Linked DNA regions of Mus musculus: region 2 is linked to region 1. The links are chromatin contacts, called in public HiChIP or PLAC-seq maps. All regions are on one chromosome and are shown on one strand. The core of a region is the stretch at or near the end of the contact, and the rest is flanking DNA. Distances in the headings are between cores, read along the strand shown. Region 1 has its middle 63 kb from the start of Sntn. Region 2 overlaps Gm281 (cadherin-related family member 3).

What was found. HiChIP or PLAC-seq counts read pairs in DNA pulled down with a chosen protein or histone mark.
Region 2: a contact with region 1 is called in an H3K27ac HiChIP or PLAC-seq map of embryonic stem cells, with 43 read pairs. The contact joins two enhancer-like sites. A contact is called at or near these places in 5 of 39 promoter capture datasets (HPC-7-derived erythroid cells, embryonic stem cells and stem cell-derived epiblast-like cells), 2 of 484 Hi-C or Micro-C datasets (both in embryonic stem cells) and 5 of 115 datasets of contacts at active chromatin or transcription factors (all in embryonic stem cells).

Annotation. Positions count from the first base shown.
Region 1 is chr14:13,731,172-13,735,706 of GRCm38.p6, reverse strand. No RefSeq gene overlaps it. Among named protein-coding and RNA genes, the nearest start is that of Sntn, 63 kb to the right of the region's middle. Within about 2 kb of position 3,221, at least 16 of the 459 cell types and tissues checked have an H3K27ac peak or open chromatin away from gene starts, as enhancers often do. A contact at or near this core is called in embryonic stem cells, where this site is marked.
Region 2 is chr14:13,904,964-13,909,273 of GRCm38.p6, reverse strand. It overlaps Gm281 (cadherin-related family member 3), which reads left to right. Exons shown (of 15, transcript XM_011244864.1): 2 at 4,006-4,202. Among named protein-coding and RNA genes, the nearest start is that of Gm281, 7.4 kb to the left of the region's middle. Within about 2 kb of position 2,658, at least 7 of the 459 cell types and tissues checked have an H3K27ac peak or open chromatin away from gene starts, as enhancers often do. A contact at or near this core is called in embryonic stem cells, where this site is marked.

The sequences.
Region 1 (4,535 bases), core at 1,972-4,471:
AAAGAATATACCTTCCGCTCAGCACCTCAAGGTACCTTCTCCAAAACTGATCATATAATTGGTCATAAAACAACCTCCAACAGATACAAGAAGATTGAAATCAGATCATCATGGCCTAAGGCTGCTCTTCAATAACATCAAAAACTACAGAGAGTCCACATACACTTGGAAACTGAACAACTCTTTACTCAATGATAACTTGGTCAGGGAAGAAATAAAGAAAGAAATTAAAGACTTCCTGGGATTTAATGAAAATATTGACATGTCATATCCAAACTTATGGGATACAATGAAGGCAGTGCTAAGAGGAAATTTTATAGCACTCAGTACCCTGGTAAAGAAACTGGAGAGATCGTACACTAACAACCTAACAGTATACCTGAGAGTTCTAGAACAAAAATAAGTAAACTCATTCAAGAGGAGTAGAAGGTAGGAAATAATCCAATTCTGGGATGAAATCAACAAAGAAAACAATAAAAAGAATCAGCAATACTAAAATCTGGTTCTTTAAAAGAATCAACGAGATAGATAAATCCCTAGGCAAACTAACTAAAGGGCCAAGAGGACTTATCCAAATTAATAAAATCAGAAATGGAAAGGGAGACATAACAACAGAAATGGAGGAAATTTTAAAAAATCATCAGATCCTATTATAAAAGCCTATACTAAACAAAACTTGAAAATCCAAATGAAATGGATGGTTTTCTAGAAAGATAATACCAAAGATAAATCAAGAGTTGATAAACTATCTAAACAGGCCCACATCACACAAGGAAACAGAAGTTATTAAAAACCTCCCAACTAAAAAAAAACAGGGCCAGATGGTTTTATTGAAGAATGCTACCAGACCTTCAAAGAAGACATGATACCAATTTTCCTCAAACTATTCCATAAAAGAGAAACAGAAGGAACACTACCTAACTCATTCTATGAAGCCACAATTACTGTGATACATAAATCACACAAGGACCCAACCAAAAAAGCAATTCAGACCAATCTCGCTTATGAATATCAATGCAAAAATACTCAATAAAATTTTTACAAACTGAATCCAAGAACACATCAAAGTCATCATTCACCACGATCAAGTAGGCTTCATCCTAGGGATGCAAAGTTGGTTTAGTGCATGAAAATCCATTAATGTAATCCACTATATAAACAAAGTCAAAGAAAAAAATCACATGATCATCTCCTTAGATGCAGAAAAAGCATTTGACAAAATAGAACACTCCCTTCATGTTAAAAGTATTAGAGAGATCAGGAATCCAAGGCCCACACCTAAACATAATAAAAGTAACTTACTGCAAACCAACAGCCAATATCAAATTAAATGGAGAAATACTTGAAGCAATCCTATTGAAATTGGGGACAAAACAAGGACGCCCGCTCTCCCCATATCTATTCAATATTGTACTCGAAGTGTTAGCTAGAAAAATAAGACAATAAAAAGAGATCAAGGGGATACAAATTGGTAAAGAAGAAATAAATGTATTATTTTTTGCAAATGATATGATAGTATACATAAGCAACCTCAAAAATTCTACCAGAGAACTTCTCCAGCTGATAAACAACTTCAGCAAAGTGTCCAGATATTAAGATAATTTAGAAACAGTAATAAGCATGTGTAAAAATTTTAAAGTAGGAAACAAAGAATATACCGTAACTAAGTTCAGGATAAAATGTATAGTCATCAACATGACATCATGTTTATACTTACACCCTACTATGTTTCCCAGATGGAAACATAATCTCAAGGTTGTGAAAGAGTCTGAGATAAAAAAATATTTGTTCAGATTGCTTAGATGAATCTAGAATTCCATTTTTTTTAGAAAATGTAGCCGATAGTAATGTTCATCTCCTAAGGTCTCTGAATGATTTAAATAAAACAGTCTACAATCAGGGATAACACTTCAGTGCCTGTGTGCACATATATGCACAAATACATGCAATCATTACATTTAATAAATAAGTCAAATATATTACAGATTATAGTAACTGCTTGGTGGAATTATTAAAAATTATTTTTCACTTAAATGTTTAAATTAAAAAATTTTAAATTACATTTATCAAATAATTTTCAAATAACATTTATTTATGTTGTTTGATTTCATAGGCAGAGTGGAAAGTAGTTAAATTTTTAAAAGTCTGAGTCTTAACTGCTCCACCAATGTCAACACCCAGCCATAAGCAGCTTGAACATTGCTGCAGGGGCTTGGAGAAGTCTTCTCTCTCCTCCATACAAAACCAGCCTCTCATTTCTATTCAATGAGAATTTAGAGGACAACAGAATAAGAATTCAATGTAAGAATCGTTAAATAACAAATTAGAAATGTTTGGCCTTATAATACAAGAAGCAATAAATATAAATACCTTCCAGGTAAATCATCTTATCAAGTCCCTGGAGTGTTGCGAGAACTGGGGATATGTTAAATTGCATTATAATTTCTAATAGGATTTTGAAGTCTGTTCAGTAATAGGCCTAGAAACAGGGCTAGAAATTAATCCTCGGCTCACAGCTCCGTACATTGCTGGGAATGTTGCCAAATGGAATCTTCATGACACAGACTTTCATGTGTATAAATTAGTGAGGTACCCAGGGACCTGAGACGCAGGCACTTTCTTATGTGTGAGGAAATGTCAAGTTAGAAAGTTTATTATTCAAAATGTTGCATTTCTCTTGCTAAACTTCCCAAGGCTCCAATCAAATTAATGATGCAGGATATATCTGTATTCCTTCAAAGAAGAAGGATGAAAACTCCAGCTGTGTTTAAATAGGAGAGGAACTAGGAGTAACACCCACTACATTTCCTAGGCAAGAGCCGGCCAAACTCATGTATCTGTTGGTGTTCTAGATATAATGCAAGGAAGGAAAAGCAAGGGTCATAGCTATAGCGAGATGGAGATTGAGTAACCAAAACAAGTTCCTACCGGAGACTTTCCACAATGCAAGTCTTGTCCAGGAACTGGCCCTAATAACACAGGGAAAGCAGAGACTTCAAAGGACAAATTATGATCTCTTTCCAGGCTGTCCAAAAGTGTCAAGTTAGCTTTAGTGTGAGAAGCACTGTGGCAATTGCAAGGTTGAAGAAAGTCAATCAAATTTAACCAGTCTTGTACTTCAGAATTGCTACCCCATGAACTCAACCCCAGCACAGAGTCAAACACTACACCATCAGAGCTGCCCTCTTTTGCATGACAGAAACCTGTAACCTCCCCCAGCCTAAAGCAGGCTGGTTCAGACCTACCACTGAGGCAGGTCACCTGCGGTGCAGCTCCTCTGACTAGGCTGGTTTCCTTTGATGTGACACTGCCTACCACCTGCCTAGAGGCTGAACCAGTCCGCCGAGATTTTCCTGAATTAACTACAACCTGTAAATTTGGCAACTTACTGCTAAAAGGCTGTGCTAACAACTTGGCATCACAGCATCAAGAAACTTGGCGTGGCAGGGGATGGGTTTCCACCCTTTATAAGAGCAGACTTCTAATAAACATGGGAGCCTTGAACAGTGGATCATCTTGGCTTCCATTCTCTCTTTCAGCTCCAGTCTGCCTCCCAGGTGTACCCCCATTTCTTGTGAGCTGCGGGCCAGCTCGCAACAGAAACCAAAGCCAAAAAAATGTAGAATCCAAATAGAATCCATGGCAGTCTACCTACCATTTCAGGCCTGGAAGTTCTTGTTGCTGCCCTGCTGAGGCTTCCTTGAAGTATCTCAAATCTACTCTGATCTTCCTGGGTTAACTCTTCCATTGCCCATGACTCTCAGTCACCATATTTGGTGACACTTATAGTGACCAGGGAGATTCCACTCTCCTCTTCCATGTAGAGGCTCGGAGTCAATAATACCTGGTTAGGGTGACAGCTCTTTCTCATTCTCTGGTTTCTGGTGCACGACATATTCATGCCTATGCTTAAAACTGAGAAGCCTGGCCCCTTATAACAACGTTCTCTCTGTACATTTGCATCCTCAGAAGAGTCCATTGAGAATCAGAGATACTTGACAGGTTCCTGGAATGATTACTCTCTGGTTGAATCTTAATGTCTCCCTAGGCTCTCAAAGATAAAGAACCTGGCCTCTTTAAAAATCTTTCAGTAGAAGGATCCAACTCCTCTGCAGTCTAAGCACCACTAACCCCTATCACACACAAGTCAGTGAATAATTACAAAGAACAAAGAGATCTGGCTGCCTAAGAGGGCCTATATTCCCTCTGTGAGGTAGCCAGTAGAAAACTGGACACTCTCAAAGTGCAAAATTCCTCCTCCATGTCTGATTGTACCTAGACAGTTGACAAACAGCTGTTTTACCCAAACCATTCCCCCTCATAAAGCACTCCAAGTCCTTACCATCATTACCTTAATATATCATTTCCTATACTCATTTCTCACTTTTAAATAAGGTCTCTCTTGGGTAATATGCTACTCCCAGAACAATCCATAGGGGAACACAATAAAATACAGATTTATGTGGAGAGTTTCATAATTACATATTCAAATATGTATTTGATAGTAACAAGTATTAATAAATATTCATAGATGG
Region 2 (4,310 bases), core at 1,409-3,908, 170 kb before region 1:
TGACTGTTATAATGTTTCCCTTTTCATTTCTAGTTTTAATAATTTGGGCCTTCTCCTTCTTTTGATTAAATTTGACGAAAGTTTTGTTAATCTTGTTAATATTTTTAAAGAACAAATTTCATTTTCACCTCTATTTCATTAATTTCAGTGCTAATTTTGATTTTCTCTTCCAGTATAAAATTTTTGTTTTTTTTTTTATACAATGCCTTCAGGTGCATCATTAGGCAATCAATTTGATATTTGTTTAATTTTTTTGTGTAGACATATAATTCAGTAAGCTTTCTCTTAGGATGCCTTCATTGTTTCATTGATTCATATCACAGCTTTCCATATATTTCATTCCATTCTAGAAATTTTTAAAATTTCCTTCTCTTTTCTTCTCAGACTCAATTATCATTCAGTAGCATGTTGTTTAGTCTGTGCACTTTCTGTCTATTCTATTGTTGATATAGCTTTGTTCATATAGAATACTCTAAATGTTATCTCAAGTTTTCTTTATTTGTTGAGACATACTTTGTGGTTGATTTTAGAAAAAGTTTCATGGGATGCTGAGAAGAACAAGTACTCTTTAATGTCTGAGTAGAATGTTTTATTGATGTCTACTAGGTCCATTTAATTTATGATATCATAAGTACATCTAGGTTTGGGAAAGCTTCTATTATTGGATTGAAAATATCCTCTATGCCTTTGCTATTGTATTCTTCTCCTACCTCATAACTCAAAACTTAGGCCTTTTCATATGCTCCCAAGCTCTACCATGTGGATTCATATGCTTACTTAGAAATTCTCATTGATTATTAAGGCATGATTCAATTCTTTTACTTTTTCTTGTAGCCCACTTTCTGTTTCTGACATGAATTGTTTTGTTGGGGAGGCTTTCCAACTAGTTTTTAATTTGACTGACTGAGTTTTTAATTTCCAGCATCATTGTAGTTTGGCCTTTCTTTTTTTTTGTTTTTTGTTTTTTTTTTTTTTGTTTTGTTTGTTTTTTGTTTTTTCGAGACAGGGTTTCTCTGTATAGCCCTGGCTGTCCTGGAGCTCACTTTGTAGACCAGGCTGGCCTCGAACTCAGAAATCCGCCTGCCTCTGCCTCCCGAGTGCTGGGATTAAAGGCGTGTGCCACCACGCCCGGCTTAGTTTGGCCTTTCTTTAGCAATTCTATTTCTCTTTTGAATTTAATTTATATATCTTGGGTTGATTCCCTTATTTAATTCAGCTCTTTGTTGGGGGTTGGTCAGATACTGCTATGCATTCAAATGCTAAATTCTGTACCCCAAGATCTGGTTGCTCCAAGATGAGCAAATTTCCATGTACATCAGCCTTTGTTGTGCAAATCTTACTCCCCAATTTAAAAACATTGGTTAAATAAAATGGCTACAATTAATTATAGGGGAGAATAGAGAGATGGAGCTTTGAGTTATGCATTCATTATGTGTGTGGGGGTCAGAGGCAGGGACAGTTGGAGAAAGAAAAAAGGAGAGAGAAGGAGCACAGAGGAAGAGAAGAATGAGAGAACAGGATGTCTCCATTAGTCATGATGAACCAGCAGCATGGTCCAGAGTAAAACGCCTCCCAAGAACACCAGTGTTGGGGCCGGCCAGCAGCTCGAACATGTCCGGGTTCGAGCCGGGAAGGCATCTTGGAATCTGGAAGAAAAGAGGGAGCCTAGGCGAGTTGAGAAATAATGGAACCAAGACATGCTAGCCTGCTCAAGGTTCAAATTTTTAATGGCGGACACGCTTTATAAAAGAGGGGGGAAAGTCCATTCCTGCCAATTCATCCTTGGAGCCTGGAACCAGCTGCAGGCGATGACGTGCAAGATAGGACATAGTCTCCAGAATAGCTCCGGGGGCGGGGTGGGGGTGGGGTGCGCCTCTCAGCAGGTAGCAGTATCTTGAAGAGGAACCTTGGAGGTGGCAGAACAATAGAGTGATCTAGGTAGGAAGGCTCCACCCTAGATAATCTCCTTAGTAGCAGCAGGGTCAAATTCTGGCTAGCCTGCTTCAGGCTTATGGGAGGCTACACACCAGACCACTGGAGCAGAAATAACTGGGAAGATTCAGAACTCAAGTATTTGGGGAGCACAATTTAGGAAGTCATCAGTCTAGTGTTAGAAAATTACTAGGGGTAATCCCCACTAATTGGGCAGAGCCTAATGAATAAGTCATAGTTTGGGTCTCATTCACTTGAAGCTAGATGGGGATAAGCCTAGTTCTTTTCCTTTGCTGGGATGACCTTTGCATCATTTGCTCATAGTTACCATAATTCTTTGTAAGATCCCCCAGGTCATTTTCAATCAGATTTATTACTATGAAATTAGTAACTTCTGTGGGTGACATACTGTCATGTTTTTGTTTACTTTTGTTTCTGTGGTAGGACTTGTGCATCTGGAATAATGTGTTAGTTGGGTGTTTCTTTTGCTCAAGTCATCTTTCTTCTTTCCGGATTGAAAAGTACAATGTTCAGGATTTTGAGGGTTTGAGGCCTTGTTTTCTTATGTGGAACTTGTGCTGAAGATTCCAGGTTCTCTTCCTAGTCTTTTGAGAGTCCTCTATTCTCTGCCTGACCAGCATTCAAAGGGCAGCACATTCTTCTGCTGCCTTCTGATGTGATTCACTAAGTCTAGCTGCTCTGTGTAGAGTGAGCTCTATTCAACACAAAGGGTGGGGACAGCACACATAGGGAAAATAGGGAAGTTCAGTGTGTAGTCAGGAGGATTGTGGGAGAGATGTGGCTCCTTGGGTGGTCAGGCTTCTTATGAAATGATTGCAGGGTGGGCTGTATCACTTGTATGAGGTGCATGGCTCTGAGTAGTCTTCAGGTTGTAGGAGCCAGTACTGAATGCTTCATGGAGCTAGCTGTATGAGGTACACAGATCAACAGAGTTCTCTGCTGGCGGCAAGAGCCTATCTGGGTGGGCAGGTGGGTAGTGCCACCTGTGTGGTATGGCTCCATGAGGTCTTCAGGGGGTGGACCTGAAATGGTAATGCTAAGAGGGAAGGCCAAAGGGTTTTGTTTTTAGGGTGCCAACATAATCTTGTCAATTTCTAAGAAGTTCTGAGATTCTAGCCAGATTCTGCCTTAGTTAAAGACAAGAGTCAGTTGAAATTAGGAAAGAAAACGAGGAAAGAGGGAAAAGGAGGAGTAAAGAAGGCCAGTTCTGTGAGGTGCTTAATGACTCTTTGCTCTGAACACATTGTGATTTTGAGTGATAATTTCTCAATACTGCAGGGTAGATGATATTCATAGAAAACAATGTCACTTGGAAAGCCATTTCTATCAGCCTTTCACACAGTGTCTAACAAAATATATAGTGACTTGTAAGATGAAATCTACAACTGCTGTGACTAGACTAGGAAATATATATTGAGAATGATGGCCAATGATCTACATTGTAGTAATGGTGATCAGATGCCCATGAGGTTCAGACAAAGACATTTCTAATGGAATGACAGCAGTTGCTTTCCAGCTTTAGAAAGCATGGGTAGCTAGCCTAGTGTTTGTAAGGCTAGTAAGAGGGAAGACGGGGACCTGAGTCAAAGTGTGAGATTCAAAAATGTCCCCTTGATCAGTTCCCCTCTGTCACCTTCAGAGCCACAGCTATCACTTTGTAGATAGGTGCATCTCCCAAATTTGAAATTCTGAGAACTTTTGATATTCTAACATTTTTACTCTGATTCATAAAATAGTTTCAACCATTTAAGAATAATGGATATGAATCTGGTAAATTTGGGATTAAAATTCTAGCTCTGCCATTGCATGGCTGTGTCACATAAAGCCATTCCTATACTTTTAACTTTCTTCAGCGCAAAACAGAACTAGCAGTACTTTTTGCAAGCTCACCTGTAACAAAAGGTCTCAGACCCTCAACAATCATTTTACTATTCAGAATTCCAAGAAAAAAGGTACTAAGCGGGTAGTGTGCTTTTCCTCTGGGGCTTCACACATGAAAGGGTTTGGGAAGCCTTGTAGGAATGTAAAGTCTAGTTTTGTGTTTTCACTAAGGTGTTCAAGCTGCTCCAAATTTTGTTGTGGAGAATGCGGGCCCCCTCCTGGAAAATGCCTCTTATCATACACGGGCTGCCACGGTCACCATGTCTCTCTCACCTCACACTTCTCTGGTTGGAGATCCTGTTATCCTCAATGCCAGCCCCACAGCACATCCTTTTGTGCTGTCCTACAGATCCTCACATGTGTGGGATGTAAGTATGGAGGCAGATAATATTAGCATAACTCAAGAGATTTAAATGAGACTATCTTCTGTCTTACATTTTATTGCTTGTTTAGATGTGTGTGTGTGTGTGTGTGTG